6 separate regions of the Mus musculus genome follow, and regions 1, 2, 3, 4 and 5 are each linked to region 6. The links are chromatin contacts, called in public promoter capture Hi-C maps. All regions are on one chromosome and are shown on one strand. Each heading gives the region's core, a stretch centred on a gene start, on an enhancer-like site or on the middle of the called end of the contact. The rest is flanking DNA. Distances are from core to core; before and after follow the strand shown. Region 1 holds the start of Bcr (BCR activator of RhoGEF and GTPase). Region 2 holds the start of Trappc10 (trafficking protein particle complex 10). Region 3 holds the start of Adarb1 (adenosine deaminase, RNA-specific, B1). Region 4 holds the start of Pttg1ip (pituitary tumor-transforming 1 interacting protein). Region 5 holds the start of Cfap410 (cilia and flagella associated protein 410). Region 6 holds the start of Dip2a (disco interacting protein 2 homolog A).

Evidence for each region. Promoter capture Hi-C pulls out the DNA fragments that hold promoters and counts their contacts.
Region 1: a promoter capture Hi-C map of pre-B cells shows a contact between it and region 6, with 4 times the contacts expected there. The contact joins the promoter of Bcr here to the promoter of Dip2a in region 6. A contact is called at or near these places in 3 of 39 promoter capture datasets (liver, neutrophils and pre-B cells).
Region 2: a contact with region 6 is called in a promoter capture Hi-C map of pre-B cells, with 6 times the contacts expected there. The contact joins the promoter of Trappc10 here to the promoter of Dip2a in region 6. A contact is called at or near these places in 3 of 39 promoter capture datasets (liver and pre-B cells).
Region 3: a contact with region 6 is called in a promoter capture Hi-C map of pre-B cells, with 7 times the contacts expected there. The contact joins the promoter of Adarb1 here to the promoter of Dip2a in region 6. A contact is called at or near these places in 7 of 39 promoter capture datasets (the 3T3-L1 cell line, the C10 cell line, cranial neural crest and 4 more), 3 of 484 Hi-C or Micro-C datasets (CD4 T cells and embryonic stem cells) and 1 of 9 other capture datasets (liver).
Region 4: a promoter capture Hi-C map of pre-B cells shows a contact between it and region 6, with 4 times the contacts expected there. The contact joins the promoter of Pttg1ip here to the promoter of Dip2a in region 6. A contact is called at or near these places in 5 of 39 promoter capture datasets (the C10 cell line, cranial neural crest, liver and 2 more) and 3 of 9 other capture datasets (adipose tissue, embryonic stem cells and liver).
Region 5: a contact with region 6 is called in a promoter capture Hi-C map of neural stem cells. The contact joins the promoter of Cfap410 here to the promoter of Dip2a in region 6.

The regions. Positions count from the first base shown.
Region 1 is chr10:75,059,277-75,062,160 of GRCm38.p6, forward strand. It overlaps Bcr (BCR activator of RhoGEF and GTPase), which reads left to right and starts at 1,620. Exons shown (of 23, transcript NM_001081412.2): 1 at 1,620-2,884. The coding sequence starts at 1,750.
Region 2 is chr10:78,243,147-78,246,074 of GRCm38.p6, forward strand. It overlaps Trappc10 (trafficking protein particle complex 10), which reads right to left and starts at 1,499. Exons shown (of 23, transcript NM_001081055.2): 1 at 1,290-1,499. The coding sequence starts at 1,356.
Region 3 is chr10:77,416,654-77,419,567 of GRCm38.p6, forward strand. Adarb1 (adenosine deaminase, RNA-specific, B1) reads right to left here and starts at 1,620. Exons shown (of 11, transcript NM_001024837.2): 1 at 1,442-1,620. It overlaps Gm17769 (predicted gene, 17769), which reads left to right and starts at 1,723. Exons shown (of 1, transcript NR_027377.1): 1 at 1,723-2,914.
Region 4 is chr10:77,580,348-77,583,047 of GRCm38.p6, forward strand. It overlaps Pttg1ip (pituitary tumor-transforming 1 interacting protein), which reads left to right and starts at 1,308. Exons shown (of 6, transcript NM_145925.3): 1 at 1,308-1,580. The coding sequence starts at 1,475.
Region 5 is chr10:77,977,157-77,980,029 of GRCm38.p6, forward strand. It overlaps Cfap410 (cilia and flagella associated protein 410), which reads left to right and starts at 1,494. Exons shown (of 7, transcript NM_026431.2): 1 at 1,494-1,625; 2 at 2,597-2,615. The coding sequence starts at 1,549.
Region 6 is chr10:76,343,945-76,346,700 of GRCm38.p6, forward strand. Dip2a (disco interacting protein 2 homolog A) reads right to left here and starts at 1,347. Exons shown (of 38, transcript NM_001081419.2): 1 at 1,163-1,347. The coding sequence starts at 1,253. Gm40699 (a long non-coding RNA gene) reads left to right here and starts at 1,351. Exons shown (of 2, transcript XR_871838.2): 1 at 1,351-1,630.

The DNA of each region.
Region 1 (2,884 bases), core at 370-2,869, 1.3 Mb before region 6:
AGTACTTCACTGTTGTGCTTCTGGGATGCCTGCTCTCTCTCTCTCTCTCTCTCTCTCTCTCTCTCTCTCTCTCTCTCTCTCTCTCTCTCTCTCTCTCTCTCTCTCTCTCTCTCTCTTTGTTTTTGTTTCAAAGCTCAGAAGTCAAGTCACCAGCAAAACTATTTCTTCTCTGCAATTGCGTTGTTTACTGCCTGCTGGGCAAGAGGTAGGCGGGGAAGGAAGGAACAAGAGATTAAAAATGTCTACAGAGGGCAGCAGCGAGCTGCACAGCGCTCACAGAGTTCCTGAGCGGGGCTCCAAAGACTCGCCAGCCCTACCAACGTTAACACAAACTGAACCCTACTAGGTGCAGACAACAGGCTGGATGGAAGCGAGTTCCAGGGCCGGAAAGAGAATCCCGGCCTAAGTCAGGGAGGCCCTGCTGATCTGGCTGCTGGCGCTGGGCTCTAATTCTCTAGAAAAGCATGATAACAGTTTATAACCAAGGAAATAACAGTTGTGGAAGCAGGTGTTCTGGTTTTATCTCAGAGCTCGGGGAAACTGAGGCACGGAGATGGGAGAAGTGGTCAAAATTGAAGCTGTTCTTCAGCTGCCAAATCCTATTGCCTTTCACCTCACCCAGCAGGCTGGCCTGGGTTTCATTTTGTATTCTGGAGAGTTCCTGCAGAGAGCATCTCTGCTAAGTGCCTCAGATCCCTAAGCTTCGTTGGGAGCCATTAAAGATTTCCTGTCTTCCACCAGCTCTGTTGCTGAGAAGGAGGTGTGCGATCCTTTCACAGAAAGAAAAAGACCCCGAAAATACTACATTGGCCTCCAGAGGTCAAAAGTCATTACTCAGGAAGGGAGATACGTTGACCGAACAGATGGGGAGACATTCCTAAGTTATCATTCAGTGTAAGGAGTCCGGTGACAACTGAGTGGCCATTGTGAAGCTTCATCACCCACCTCCAGCACCAGAGGTTCACTGGCTAGCACCCGGGCTGTTGGCTTGCACCGTTGACCTGCCCCGGTTGATTTCTCAATAGTTTGGGCCCTGCTGGGTGTTCATTGGTGCGGTCAGCACCGAGGTTGGTGGATGCAGAAAAGAGGAAACAGGCATGAGAGTCTCCGTGGTGAAAGGATCGCTTCGAATCACCCGGTCTGGGGCGCCTCTGTGTACAGAAGGGGATCAGACCGGTTAGCAGCCGTCCCGGGTCCGATTTAAGGACCCAACGCTCTTCCCGCGGCGCGGCCCCTTTAAGAGGCGCGCCCAGCCCCGTCAGCCGCTCCGCGGCCACCGCCCCCCGGTCCTCCCCTTCCTGCAGCGCTGAGTGCGGGCCGGGGCGGGAGTGCGGCGAGAGCTGGCCGTGTCGAGCGGAGCGCCTGCCCGGAAAGCTGCGGAGCGGGGCGGGGCGGCGCGGGAACCGGAGGCGAGGAGCCCGCGGGGCTGCGGCCGTGGGCCGGCGGTGGGCCTGCTCTGCGGAGGACGGCTCCCGCCGCCGCCGCGCGCGCTGCGGAGCCCCGCACACAATAGCGGCGTGCGCAACCCCGCGCCCTTCCCCCCGCCCGCGCGCGCCCCCCACCCCCAGCCGCCGCCGCCGAGCCTCCCACCTCACCTGCGGCCCCCGGGGGCGGGCATTGTTCGCCGCCGCATCCGCGGGGCCATGGGAGCCACCGGGCTCCCCAGCCCGGGCCCGGTGAGAACGCCGCGCCGCCGCTGAGCCGGACTCCGGGCGCGCAGCTCGGCGGCGCAGGTGAGCCGGCCGCGCCATGGTGGACTCGGTGGGCTTCGCCGAGGCGTGGAGGGCGCAGTTCCCGGACTCGGAGCCGCCGCGCATGGAGCTGCGCTCGGTGGGTGACATCGAGCAGGAGCTGGAGCGCTGCAAGGCCTCCATTAGGCGCTTGGAGCAGGAGGTGAACCAGGAGCGCTTCCGCATGATCTACCTGCAGACGCTGCTGGCCAAGGAGAAGAAGAGCTACGATCGGCAGCGCTGGGGCTTCCGCCGTGCAGCGCAGCCCCCCGACGGCGCCGCCGAGCCCCGAGCGTCCGCCCCGCGCCCGCCGCCCGCGCCCGCCGACGGCGCAGACCCGGCGCCCGTCGAGGAGTCCGAGGCGCGGCCGGACGGAGAGGGGTCACCGAGTAAGGGGCGGTCAGCGTCCGCCCGCAGGCCAGCGGCTGCTGCATCGGCGGACCGGGACGACCGAGGGCCCCCCACCAGCGTGGCGGCGCTCAGATCCAACTTCGAGAAGATCCGCAAGGGACCTGCCCAGCCCGGCTCTGCCGACGCCGAGAAGCCCTTCTACGTGAACGTCGAGTTCCACCACGAGCGCGGCCTGGTGAAGGTCAACGACAAAGAGGTGTCCGACCGAATCAGTTCCCTGGGCAGCCAGGCCATGCAAATGGAGCGCAAGAAGTCCCAGCAGAGCGCCGGGCAGGGCCTGGGGGAAGCACCCAGACCCCATTACCGTGGGCGCTCCTCGGAAAGCAGTTGCGGCCTTGACGGTGACTATGAGGATGCAGAGTTGAATCCCCGCTTCCTGAAGGACAACCTAATAAATGCCAACGGCGGCAACAGGCCCCCTTGGCCGCCCCTGGAGTACCAACCCTACCAGAGCATCTATGTCGGAGGCATGATGGTGGAAGGGGAGGGCAAGAGCCCTCTCCTGCGAAGCCAGAGCACTTCAGAGCAGGAGAAACGCCTAACCTGGCCTCGCAGGTCCTACTCGCCTCGGAGTTTCGAGGACAGCGGAGGTGGCTACACGCCGGACTGCAGCTCCAACGAGAACCTCACCTCCAGCGAGGAGGACTTTTCCTCTGGCCAGTCCAGCCGCGTGTCACCAAGCCCCACCACCTACCGCATGTTCCGGGACAAGAGCCGCTCACCCTCGCAGAATTCGCAGCAGT
Region 2 (2,928 bases), core at 249-2,748, 1.9 Mb after region 6:
GGATGCTGATAAAATGTCTATGGCAATGAAGATGCCAATGTTCAAAGCTAAGGGTCGGGAGATGCAGTCAAGTAAGTGGGTGTCCCTGTGGGTTCTAAGTACTCATCCAGAATTCCTACTGTGCACAGTACTGGGGGAAAGTTCTCAGGACCTGGAACACATTGAATCCAACCATGAACAGGGTGCAACTTCCCTGAGGGGATCAAGGAGCACCCGGGCAGGGCGGGGCAGCCTCCAGACCAGCTCTGCCACATCGGTCCACCTGCCTGCAGGTGAGGTTTGGCAAGCCTCTCAGTTGCCAAGCATTCTGGGAAGAAAAAAAAAAAAAAACAAAACACACACAACTAACTGCTGAACTATGCAAGTCTCCCAACTTTATGGGAGACACATCCATATCCCTGAGAAAGTTAATCTAGCAATAAAGAGATGTAAGTCTTTAAATATGAAATGTCTATGCGGTTACAGGAAGGAACTGGGAGGAGCCCATGTATCCAAGGGCCCAAAGGAGAAAACAGAGCAGGGTGTGCTGGAGACCTTGGGAACCCTGGGGCCTAGCACCAGGTTTTGCAAATATGCTTCCTGTTTAGAAAAAAGTAAATTCATAAGGTCAAGCACATACTGAACTGCCAACAGCCACGTATCACACCTGTCCTTTGAGAGACAGCACCGCAAAGCTGTCAAAATGTTAACCAACCCGTCCACACTTCCCATGAGTCCATAGTTTGCAAAACTACTCCGTTCTGAAATTATGCTTTAAAATGAGGGTTTTCTTTTTCTGTAGCAGAGAAACCAATCTTTGTGTGTGAGTGTGTGTGTGTGTGTGTGTGTGTGTGTGTGTGCATTCAGTGGGAGAAGGAACAAGTGCGGAAGGGGATGTCCGAGCGGGAACTCGCTGGTGGAGCAGCTCTGGAAAGTGCCTATAAGCACAGGATGATTGGACCAGACAGAGCTGGGTTCCTTCCTAAGCCTGGCCGGCCACCTGCCACTCCGGCTTGACAGTCACTAGAGGAAGAGCACCTGCGCTCTGCGGAGAGCTGGGCCTGCCCACCGGACTGCGGTCAGCGCGCAGGAGAGCCGACCCACGGGGAAGGCCGGCCCGATCCCTAGCAGCACTGACAGTACAGAACGAGCTGCTCCGGAGACCGCCCAGGTCAGGACCCAAAGCTTGGCGTCGGCTGCACAGCGGGTCGGAGGTCACCCGCGGAAAGGTCGGAGGTCGGCTGTGTCCGCGTAGATGGGAGCTGCCAAGCCCGGCCGCGCCCCCCGCCCGCCCGCCCCGCCGCACTTACAGGTGACGATGGGCTTGTTCTCCATGGTGTAGACCACCGGTGGCTGTGGCTCCTCAGGGGCGTCCATGGGCGTCCGGCGTCACCGGCCCGGCCCCCCGCCCGCCATGGGCACCCGAGGCAGCGCGGGGCCCGCTGAGCCCGCGCCTCCTCGCCGCCGGCCCCCGGCAGCTCCTAGCCGGCCGCCCGCCGCCGCCGGCCGCGTCCACTTCCGGCCCCGGCGCCGCCGCGTGACCACTTCCGGGGCGCGCGACTTAAAGGGGCGGGCCTCGCCGCCGAATGCCCTCCTACGAAAAAGGCCGCGTGCCGGGCCGCCCGGCGGTGCAGGGCGGGGCCGCTGTAGCTGTCAATAGCGGGAGCCGCCTCTGCCTCGGTTCTCAGGCAGCTGCAGAGGACAGAGGGCGGCGCACGTGCCTGAGCTCCTTGACCCCACCTTCTCAATGCCCAAGCTTGGTGACCCTTGCTTGGTCTCATCAGACCTGTCTAAACTGGATTCTCCTCGGCTTCGCACCTGCAGATGCTCCCTTACCCTCATCCTCGCTTCTACCCTGTGTGCCCCCACGTCACGTCTGGCGGAATTCCCGTTATCTCCGAGGGAGCTTCCTCCTTTCCGGCTTCTGCAGGATGCCTTGGGTCGGTTTTTACATCTGGGCGAGCTCAACTGTGCAGTGCCAAGCTGAGTCTCTGCTTGCCTGTTAACACGGACTTGCCAAGTGTGCTGACTCAAAGCGAGGCAAGATCGAAAGTGTTCCACCCACCCCGTACAACTCCATGTGCACCCGCTGGCACGCCAGCTTCCCACTGTCCTTTCTGGTTTTGTGAGGTTTTTGTTTGATTGGTTGATTAGGTGGTTTTACTCGTATGAACCACCACATAGGTCGTTTCCACCTGCGTCAGCCTTCAGCACTCTTTCCCTTGGCTCCCAGAATGCTCCCTATGTCCCACCTTCATCAGTACTGGTCACCTATAGCTGGTACTGCTTTGAAGCCGCTAGGTATTGTGAATGTCGCAAAATCAAATATTGCTTTGAACTGAACTCGGCGCAAGTAAAGCAGGTCTATGGGAGCTTTTGCAAATGGGATTCAGTGTGCAAATGGAATGTCTGAGCATGACTTGACTGTTGGGGAGCATGTTGGTTTGGGCTTTCAGGCAACTGATTAGGGCAGTTGAAGCAGGTGGAGACTGCCAGGCACAGGGGTTCTCAACCTGTGGGTCCCGAGCCTTTTGGCAAACCTCTAGCTCCAAAAAAAATATTTACATTATGACCCATAACAGTAGCAAAATTACAGTTTATGAAGTAGTAACAAACTATTTTTATTTATGTAATAATTTTATTTTTACTTCTTTAATATATTTATTTTGTTTATTTAATATTTTTCTCTAATATTTTTATTTTTATTTATTTAATTTTTAGTTTATTTATTTAATTTTTATTCATTATTTAATATTTTATTTTTATTTACTTAATATTTATTTTTTATTTAGGAGGGTCACAGCATTAGAAAGGTTCAGAACCACTGGCCTAGAGAGAGCACAGCAAAGCAAGAATAGGGGTCCAAAGCCTCCGTGGACGTGCCAAAGGTTTTTCACCCCATCCAGCTAAGCGTTTGTGAGATGTCAGCACAAAGAACGAAGCTCTCAC
Region 3 (2,914 bases), core at 370-2,869, 1.1 Mb after region 6:
CAATAAATGATTTTCAAAAAAAGAAAAAAAAAAAGGATGCCCTCATCAGAAGTAACCCAAACCTGCTAGGTGAAAACACTGACCTCCAACCAGACACTCCAGTGCGGATATCCCCCTCATAAATCCCGAACGGAACACTTTTCTGGTCCTCCAAAGGCGACTCCGGCGCCACTAGTCTAGCGTCCACAGCCCCATCTGACATTTCCCTTGCACACAGACACCACACAGTGATTTTCCTCTTGCCTATGTGTGCGCGTCAAAATTCACCTCCAACCCCTAATGTCCCAGATGGCTCCCACAAACAGCAGACGCGCTGGGTACTCGCGCTGGGTACTCGGAACTTCGTCTCCCAGGCGCTCGGCGCCCATGTGGGCTCTGAGCCCTCGGAAGGGGCATGGACCACCAAAAAAGCAGCCTGCCTCACCTAGGTTACGGTGTCCACCCCGTGGGAGCGCAGTGTCTCCTTTGCAGGACACAAGATGCTCTCACTGGGCGTAGCTTTCCCTCTGTGGGATATAGGGTTAGGGTCTCCCTCCTCGGAGTTCAGAGTATACTCTGCAGGGCACAGGGTTCCCTCCCTGTGCCCTTCCTCTGGGCGCCGTCTCGCCTCTGCGGAGCACATGGTCCCTTCTGCAGGGCACAAAGTCCCCATCCCCTGGTGCAGCTTCCTCTCCTCAGAGCACAGGGTTCCCACCCCCCAGCCTGAGCTTAGCCTCCCTTCTGCTAGGCACTGGTCCCTTCTGCAGAATACAGAGCTCAACCTTTCCTCTACCAAGCACATGGTCCCTTCTGCAGGGCACAGGGTCCCCATCCCCGGACACAGATTCAGAGTGACACAGGGTGTCTCTTCTCAGGGCGCAGCTTTCCTTTTGCAGGGCACAGGTCCCCTCTCTAGGATACAGGGTCCCCATCCCCGGACGCAGCTTTCCTTCTGCAGGGCACAAGGTCCCCCTCCCGGTGTGCAGTGTCCCCTGTGCTGGGTAAAGGTCCCTTCCCGGGGTACAGGGTCCCCTCCCCGGAGCACAGGTCCCCTCCGCCCGGTACACCATTCCCCTCCCCGGGCGCAGTCTCCTCTCTGATGGGCACAGGTCCCCTCCCTGGAGTACAGGGTCCTCTCCGCGGGCACAACCTCCTGTCCGAGAGGCGCACGGTCGGCTCGCCGCGGCGCAGCGCATCCCACGCGGACGCGGCGCCTCCAGGAGCGGACGAGCCGTCCTGGGCGCAGCCTCCTCCTGCAGCGCAGCGCATCCAAGAGGACCGCGGCCCGCCCTCCGCGCGCCGCCCGGGATGCGCCAGGGACCCCGCAGCTCGCCGCGGGCCCGGGCCCCGCACCATAGGGTCTGGGGTCGGTGGTCAGGTCCGCGGCCGCCGGCGCTGCGCGGCCTCAGCCACCTGCCCCGCGCTTACATAAACGCGGCCGCCCGCGTCCCCGCCGCCTTACCTCCGCTCACGCTGCGCCCGCGGGCTGCCGGCGTCTGGCTCTGGGCGCTGCGGCGGCCTCGGCTAGCCCCGCGGCCCCAGCTAGGAGCCCCTCGCCGCCGCCTCAGCCTCAGCCACCTCAGCCTCAGCCGCTGCCTCAGCCTCTGCCTCTAGCCTCGGCGCCGGCGGCTCCGCCCCCTCGGCTCGCCCCGCCCCAGCCGCCGCAGCCGCGCGCGCGTGCTCGCTTGCAGGGGTGGAGCCAGCGCTCCACGCTGACGTGCGCGCCTCCTGCCCGGAGCCGACGTCCGGACTCGCTCGCGGCGGCGGGAACTGCGAGGGTTAGCGGTTAGAACCAAAACAGGTCGTGCGTCGCTAGGGAGACTCGAAGCGGAAGGGAGCCTCCGACACGCACCGAGAAGATCGACGGGGGCGGGGTTCTCGAACTCGCGGGCAGGAGCCTCGGATGGGACCTAAGGGGACAGGTGGGACCAAGGATCCTAGAGATCCTGTGGGATCTGGGAATGGGGCAGGGAAAATCAGAGCGAAGCCACTGAAGTGCGACTGTGACCGCCGCTTGAAGACCTACTACACCCCGTACGTGGTACCCTGGCATCCCGCAAGAATCGTCCCTGGGCCTTCGTCCAGTTTTGAGAGCTGGCCCTGGCCACTGACACCCACCTCCGTAGACCTTGAAAATAAGTAGGGAGAGGAGCAGGGACATGATTTTGTGAAGCAGGGTGTCTACTGGTGGTCACTAGAAATGATGGCCGGTTTTTAACCTAGACCCCAGGGTCAAGTTCAGGCTCTGCCACCTCTTAGGCATACCAGATGTGTCTTGTGCTTGCATTGTCTGTTTCCACGTTTGTTTAAAAAGAAAAAGGTCTAGTAAAAGACAAGTGCAGGTAGGTAAAGTACTGTGTCGAGCATCCAAGATGTGGTCAACAACTTGTGTGGTTCCTCGCCAGATTGTCTTAACCTGGGGTGCTATGCCCAGAACGGGGCCTGGAGAGGTCCAGAATCGGAAGCATGAACTGACCACAGGAGTAGTGTTGTAGCCGGTCCACATCTGCTTCCATCACAAAAACATGTCCTTTGGACCAGCTAGCCACTCAATGAATTCTTCAGCCTGCCTAAAAGGTGGGCACCAGGCAGTGCCTACGGGTGCACTTGTTGGCAAGTAAGTAGAGATCATCACTCTTGGAACACCTACCAGGATGTCAAGCTTCACATACAAGTATGTGCACAAGGACAAATGTGTCTGTTTCTAGGTATCACACTACCCCAGAACTTAGTAACTTAAAGTCATGGTTTGTAAGTCTGATGAATAGCAGCTTTTATGCAGTGTTCAGCTGGTTTGGTTCATCTCTGCTTCATAGATGACCTCACTCCCTTATGTCATGTGTTACCTACTGTTAGTAAGCTAGCTCTCGTTGCTTCTCATAATGGCTGTGGTTTGGCCACAAGAGAGCAAGTTCCAGCCTTTTCATCCCCTGTG
Region 4 (2,700 bases), core at 58-2,557, 1.2 Mb after region 6:
AAGCCCCACCCCCAAGAAATCCTATATAAGCTCTGCCTTTGGCTTCGTTCTCTGCTGCTTTTCACCCTAGCAGAATTAGCTGCCCTCCTGTTTTTGTTGTTGTTGTTGCTGTTGTTTGTTTGCTTTTTTTCCCTCTCCATAAATCTCTTGTGTGCCTCATGTGTCGTGTGACTTTGTGGTATTCCTTGGCTCCCAATTGCCAGGAAGCCTCTCTAGCAGAGCTGTAACATTTTCCCCGGAACAGAACTTGGCTGGGGAAAACCTGCCTGGCCGAAGTAAAGCTGTAACGCTTTCACTGGGGAAAGCCTCCCTCTGGCAAAGCAGAATTGTTACACTTTGGCTGGAGAAGTCTTCCTCTGCAGAGCAGACCTGTGACACTTTCCATGGGAACCCCCTCCTGCAGCAGAACTGTTATACTTCCTTTGGGAAAACCTTCTGCCGCAGCACCAGGAGTGGAGCTGGAACGCTTCAAGCCTTTCCCTTCAGAGTTGCAACACTTACAGTCATAACTAGCTTGTATCAAATGGACATAAAGCTGGTGGGCTCAAGCTTGTATCCTATTTTGCTTACTCCTACTGGAGTCTGGGTCTTTAATGAGTCGAGAAACTTGGGATCCAGAGTCCCGCATTGATCTTTTTGGTGTCTGGCTATCTAGGTCTCTGGTTCATGCACAATCAAGCAGGGAAGGTACCCTCTTACTCAAAGCTCCTGTGTCTTCAAGTTTGCGTCCCCAGTCACTATCAATAAGGATTTGTTTTGTTTTCTTTGAGTCAGGGTCTCATTGGTTAAGGAAGACCTTGAACTTCTGATCCTTCCAATGCTCCACCCCCAAGTGCTGAGATGATAGGTGTGTGTTATCACGACTCATTTGTGAGGTTCTGAGGATGGAACTCGGAGGCTTTGTGCATGCATTGGTTGCCAGGCAAGCAATTCTACCATCTAAGCTACACCCTCCACATTCCCTCAGTGATTTAAACGCCTTTCAGTAACAAGTTCGAGACAGCTTGGATGCTGTTTTAACGTAAATCCACAAAACCTGCCCTCTGGACACGCATACGGCTCTGGCAGAGAATTAACAGGACTGGCAGAGGTTTCCAAGGGTTGGCGGCTACAGAGCAGTTGTGTTAGGCAGAGCAGCTGAGCCTCAGAACCCGCCTCAGAGTCCAGCAGCTCCATTCCAGAGCAAGTGGCAAAGCTTCGCTGTCCACTGCCCAGCCTAGTAGTCTACTACGCACGCGCGCTGCTCTGACGCTCCGGTTATTGCTCCCTCCCCGCAGTTCCAGCAGCGCGCAGGCGTGCTAAGCCTCAGCTGCGCCCGTAGGCGGGCGGAGGTCAGGGGGCGGAGCCAGCGGCTGCGCACTCGCAAGCTCCGCCCGTCTGGCTAGCTTACGGAGGCGGAGCGCTTACTGTGGAAACATCCTAGCTCGGCGTTGGAGTTGAGTCGCCTGAGGTCCCCGCCGACGACGCACTCACCATGGCGCCTGCTAACCTTGGGCTGACGCCGCACTGGGTGATGCTCCTCGGTGCCGTGCTGCTGTTGCTTCTGTCCGGAGCCTCCGCGCAGGAACCTCCGAGAGTGGGTAAGGCCCGTGGGCCTAGGGGCCGAGGAGTAGGAGGAGGGCGGCCGGGTCGGATCCAGGGCGGAGTCCAGCCCGCGGGCTTGGCTGCCTCTGCGCTCACGCCCTCCCTTGAAGCTGGGTAAGGCAGCCAGCCTCTGCTGGAAGTTAACGTCGTGCCCTGAGGCACGAAAGACTCGGCTAGTCGGAACCGACGCCTCGGCACCTGCTTAGCATCTCGGGGACCATCTGCATTCCAGCACTGTTTTTGTTTGAGGGGAATCAGGGAGCTGACAAGTTGTGTCCAAGACTGAGGCTTGGTCAACTTTGACCTTTGTACGCTCGCTAGAGTTGATGAGGCGCTGCAAGAGAGTATTTTTGTTAGCTCAGGCTCTCTCAAGGTGTCTTTACACTCTAGCCTGTCACGGTGTGTTTTCTCTTTGTGACCTTTTGCCAGTTGTCGCGTCTCTCTGTTTAAGTTTCTTATCTGCTCCCAGGTATGCCTAGGACCGGTCTGGGACTGCCTCACTCCTGCTACCTTGGTGAGGGTGACTAAAGGAGCTGACCCTGGCCGCCCCGGGGAACTTGGGGCTAGATTCTCCAGTAAGGACTTTATGCCAGGCAGAGTGTTGGGGAGCCTGTGGAGACCCAGGACCCTTCCCAGTGTCTCAAGGGTGTCTGCTGCGATACTGGGGGGAGGGGGGGGGGCACGAACCTTCACCTGTTACCAACCACCACGTGTTAGGTGTAAGGATTCTACTCCTTGACATTCTATAGGGAGATAGCTGATGTTTAAAACGGCTAGTCTTTACAAGGAATTTGCATAAATTTACATTACCGTATCCTGTATCCCAAAACTCGCCTTTTTTTGTTGTTTGAGACTGGGTTCAGGCTGGTTTTGAACTTTTTTGTTTGTTTTTTCGAGACAGTGTGTCTCTGTGTAGCCCTGGCTGTCCTGGAACTCACTCTGTAGACCAGGCTGGCCTTGAACTCAGAGATCCGCCTGCCTCTGCCTCCCTAGTGCTGGGATTAAAGGCGTGTGCCACCACGCCCAGCTTGGTTTTGAACTTAAAGGTGTCTGCCTGCCTCTGCCTCTCAAATGCTGACCATAAAGCATTTGCCCTGCCTGGCAAAACTCACCCTT
Region 5 (2,873 bases), core at 244-2,743, 1.6 Mb after region 6:
AAACACTCCTCAAAGTCTTAGCTCCTTTGCCATCATCCATGTCCTTCTGGCCTCCATTGGAGCGGCCAGCAGACCTCTTTAAACGTGGCTGAACTGAGCCTATAAAATTCTTCCCACCACACTGGTGGCTAAGCTGTATCTCTCAGCTCAGGCCTTATTGTTCCTGATGGTAATGAATGGCCCGCCAGAGGCTAAATCTTCAGCGTCCGCTCTCTTTCCACTGTGGGTTCCAGGGTGCAAACTATGGTTTTTAGGTTTGTGCGTCCAGTACTGTTACCTACTGAACCATTTCACTTGTTTTTGGTAAAGGCAGACCAGGGTGGTCAGACAGACAATAGAGCCCTAGAATACTTCATCAAGGGCAGTTTATTACCTAAAGGGCCTGAAGTACCCAGTGCCTGTCCCGGTGTAATCTGTAGGATAGAAAAAGATATGAAGATTTCAACCTACAATCTTTCGTTTTGTTTTCTTCTGGAGATCTGTTTTCTCCAGAAGAAAACAAAACAAAAATTCATTTGTGATTACTTAAAATGCACACTGACAACCACAGGCACAGTACTGACTTTCAAAAACATAACGTCTATTTTCTATTTGTTTGTTTGTTTGTTTGTTTTTAAGGTTTTTGTTTTGTTCGTTTTGTTTTTCTACATATGAGTGTTATGCTTGCATGTGTGTGCAACCCAAGTGACCTGTCTGGTGCGCAAGGAGGCCAAAAGAGGGGCATTGAGTCCCCTGGAACTAGAGTTACATAAGGTTGTGATCCGGCCATATGAGTGCCCTGGAAAAGCAGCCAGCGCTCTTAACTGTTTCTTCAGTCCCTCCCCAAGCCCCCACTACTCGGCTTTGTCTTTTGAGATAATGTCTGTATGAGCCAGTCTTGCCAGAAACTGGCTCAGGCAATCCTCCTGCCTCAGCCTCTGAGTGCATCAATTACAAGTGTCAGTCATCGTCTGGTTGTGGATTAGCTGTTATGTAACACAAATCCCCGATTTGGGGTCAAGCAGAAATGGGTGAGGGCTCAGTGGTGACCAGGGCCATGGCAGGGATTAGGATCCGGAGCAAGCATGCCAGGAGGGTTTCTGCTGGCATCCACTACGAGGACTCTGTCACCCTTCCCGACTCGACCTTTTCTGTCCTCGATGTCTCCGAGACCAGCCAGGCGTCCCGAGTCCCTCACACACCGGCGCCTTTCTCACCCAAGCCAGCCCATCTCAGACTCTTGCACACTGGAATCCTAAGGGCCGCCCTTCCCGCGCACGCAAACACGGGATGCAGAGACCAGCGGTCCCCAGGCAGCAAAGCCCGGAGCCTCGTGCATGCGCAGGACCGGCGGGCCGCCAAAGGGGCGGGGCGGAATCGCGTATCACGGAAGTCGGGCCGTCCCGCTTCGCCGGCGCGCTTCCGCCCTCTCGCCTGACTGCCAATGGGACCTCAGGCTCCGCCCCTAGAAACGCGGGCCCCGCCCCTGGAGACGCGCCGCTGCGCAGGCCTCTCCCGCTAGCCGAGTGTACAGCGGAGGGCGGCCGGGCCCGCGGCCCTGTGGCCACCATGAAGCTGACACGAAAGATGGTCCTGTCCCGAGCCAAGGCTTCGGAGCTGCACAACGTGCGGAAGCTCAACTGCTGGTGAGGCCGGCCAGGAGCGGGAGGAAGCAGAGGCCGCGCTGAGCGCCTGCTACCCCAGGCTAGCTAGGTTGCAGGCTCACTCTGAGGCCAGTGCTTCAGAGGAGTGCGGCCCTCGCAGGATAACTAGAATTTCCCTCTAGTGTTGCTGAGGGCTTTTCGCTAACCCTCTGTGTCTGTGTCTGGTATCTGAAGACAGAGGTGCTTAGTGGCATGTCTACAGGGAGAGACTGAGGTTGTAAAGTCATGATCCGGTGCTGGAGAGGGTGACCTGGTATGAGTGACAGCCTAGACCTTAGATGCTATTATATGGATGCACTCTAAGTTGCATGGCTGAGTCACACTAATACTGAAAGCCCCGGGCTTCTGGAGGAGTTTGTATCTGGCGTGTGGAAGAGCTACAGGTGTCTCTGGGGACTGGGGTGGGATGCTGTGGCCAGAGCATTTAGCAGTGGCAGAGCAAGTGCAGACCCCTGCTTCTAGTAATGGTCAGTGGGCTACTGGAAAGAGTGAGCTTTGTTAATTAAAAGCCTTTCCCTGCCCTGGCACATCTGGTGTTGGGGCCACAGTCCTCCCTGTCCTGGGTTTTCAATAATGCCTTTCTTTGTCGAGCCAGCGAGCACATCAGGGCTTCCTCTGTGCAAGCAGAAACAACACACATTGCAGGCCCGTGAAGTTTGCTTCAGAAGTTGCATGACCGGCCTTTGAGCTTGGCCTCTTATGAAGATCCCTTTGTTTATGTGTGTGACTGGAAAGAGCTTTCTGCTATGGGAGCCTGAGAGGAGAAAACTGTGTACCCCCATGCACCAAGCAGGGAGTATTGGCAGAAACCAACCTCACCCTTATTTGGGCAACCAGCCTTCCTTACTGTTCCGAATGTAGAATCTTTAGATTTATAGACAATTGCCATTTCTTTGGGGATTTTTAAAATATTTTCATTCAACAAATTAAAGTCTATTTCTTTTCTTCTCCAGGGGCAGCCAGCTCACAGATGTAAGCTCTGCCTTGATTGTATCTTCTTCCGGATGCCCCTTCCCCCAGAAGAATAGCTAAAGTTACAGAACTGTGATCTTCAGCTCAGTGCCGTGTCACTTGCTAGACCTGCACAGAGGAAAACAGAGTCAAAGCTCTGCCTTGAGAGGAGTCCCTGGTGGTGATTTCCCTCAAGGACATCAACAGGGGCACTCTGCATGGCCTTCCTCAGCTTCAGGAGGCGACACCCCAACCCCACCCGAAATGACAGGCAGCTGG
Region 6 (2,756 bases), core at 97-2,596:
ATGGCTCAGTGGTTAAGCGCACTGGCCGTTCTTCCAGAAGACCTGGGTTCAAGTCACAGCACCAACATGAATCTAGGACCCAATTCTGGCCTCCAGGGAACACCAGGCACGCATAAGATATACAGACAAACATGCAGGGGAAATGCATATATTTAAAAAGAAAAAGAGAATTCTCAAAAACTCACTAAACCTACCACAGCAAAGCTTAACAATCTAAATGGGGTGGGGTGGGGGGGTGATGGATTCTAACAAGTTCTAATTGCATTTAAGTCTCAAAAGCAGAGTTAACAAGCACAGATGCTTTTCCACCAGGGTTGGAGGTCAGTTTATGGAGAACAGAACTCTTTTCCCAGGCGTCCAAATTGAGGGCGCCACTCCCATCTCTGGAGTTCTATTATTTCCCTAGTCTGTTTCTAACAACCACTTATTTGACTTTTTAACTTTTTAAAAATCCTCACCTAGAGAGGGCTGTCGGGTTGGCCCGGCGAGCACTTGCCCTCTAATCTGACAACCTGAGTTCATTCCCAGAACTCACAAGGTGGAAGGAGAGCACCAGCTCCCAGCTCCGTGCAAGCTGACCTCTGACCTCCCCACGCAGGCACCGTGACCCTTGCCTGTCCCCCACCTCCTCCCCCAGTGTAATTGTATCAAAATTCCGTAAAGGAATAAACCTTTTAAGTGTTAAACACGTTTTACATGTTTATAGGTTAATGCACTTCAGCCTCATAATCCACAAGGCGCAAGTGTACTTTTGCTTCGTTTTCTAGATGAGGAAACTGAGGCTCACGAGGCAGTCTGAGGTTCCAGGGGTGGGGCTCGGCTTCTGCATCCCGGGCTTCCTGCTGGCCGACAGGCTGCAGGGCACACGCTGGAAGCCCGGACCTGGACCGTGGCCTTGACGGTCGGGCAGCAAGAGTGCGCCTAGGCCCACCTCCCAAGCCAGTCCCTCCCGGTGTCCTTCGGAGGCCGGGCACCCGCCAGTCTGCAGAAGCTGGCGGGCTCTCCGGCGAGCGGCCCAGACAGGGATGCCGAGGAGAGGCCGGCGGGGATCCCGTATGAGGGTACCCGCAGGTTCCGGGGGTGACGCTCCCGGAGGTCCCTGGGCGGGGTCTCGGGCGAGGGTCCCTGGCGGGGTGGGGGGTGGGGGGAACCCGCGGCTCACCTTCGGACAGCTCCAGCTCCAGCTCCGCCAGGCTCTCGAGCACCTCGGCGGGCAGCGGCGCCGCCTCCAGAGGGCATCCGCGGTCGGCCATGGCCGGTGGCTCAGGCGTTCCCCCAACCGGGGCCTGCAGACCCGCAGCGGCCGCCCGCAGCCGGCAGCGGGCGGGGCGCGGCCGGGGCTGCTTCGCAGGGGCGCGGGCACGGGCGCGAGCGCGGCTGGCTCCGGCTCCGGGAGCGCGCTGGGGACGCGCGTGCGCGGCTGAGGGGCGGGGCAACGCTTGCGCGGGTACGCCGGGCCGGCCCCGCCCAGCAACTTTAAAGGCTCGGTTCCATTGGCCAATAAGACACGCCGGAGCAGCCCGGAGCTTTACTCCGCTTCGGGGTGCGAGAGGAGCGGCGGGCGGGAGAGCTGGACAGAGGCGCCTCGGGAGACGTGCGACCCCACCGAACGGACTTCAATGTCGCCCAGGTGACCCTCCTCCGGGATCCCCACCTTCTTCTTCCTCAGGAGCCCTGCTGGCACGCTTAATTCTGTCCGCGTTCCTGCTATGGTATCAGCTAACTCTGGCGGGTTTTCTGCCGCCCTTAAAGTGTGTTTGCTTATTCCCTTTCACAATAACCCTGGAAGCACTCTGACATTGACCAAGAAGGAGCTCTGGCAGTGTCTCAGTCCTTGAGATGTCCTTGGGGCATGGAAGCATAGATCTGACATGTTGGAAACCTTAGTGGGATTTTTGAAGGAGCTATTCTCAGAGTGGCGGTATATATACACATATACGTATAAACATGTATATACATACATACATACATACTTACATACATATATATACACACACACACACGCACACACACACAATTTTATTTCTACTACTCATTAGCCACCCTCTTGCCACTGTCTACATATATTAAAAATCCCAGGTAGGCAACAAAAAAGACCATTTTGGAGGCTTTCAGTGAGCCTAATATTACATCCACAAGGAACAGCATAGGAAGGTGTCCCCAACTGATTTTAAAACATCTGATTTGAGCTGACTAATCTGGTTATACAGGCAGGAGGTGTGGTATGCAAACGAGGGACTATTTATTTCCGCAGGTCACAGGTTTATATAGGAAGCAGTCACAAGCTTTGCATGAAAGCTGGTCAACACTTCTCACGTTTCTCTGATCAATGGTTTCTTCTAAGGAAGTGTTCCCTGTCCTCTTGAATGAATAATAGCTGCCGAAAGTTTACTGGTCGAGAAAAAAAAAAGCATCTGGGCTTCGCCTTTCGAGGCGGGTGCACTGTCTGGAGTGGGTGTGGCCAGAGCAAGGTTTCCTGGACCAGGTCTCCTGGATTCAATTGTAGTAGATTAGCTTGCTGCTGGAGTATTTTCACATTGACTGTAAAGTACGGAAAACAGCCAGACTTGAAGGCATTCCAGCAGGTTGCTGGGGAAGGAGCTGCTTAGCTGACAGTCCCTCACTCTAGGCTGCCAGGAATCAGGAAGGGAATGATGTCCTTGTCCTTCAAAGAGCTGAATTTTTATTTATTGACGTCGGAACAAAAAAGTGTTTACAATAAAGACTTAAAAATTCAACACAAAACGTTTTAAGCA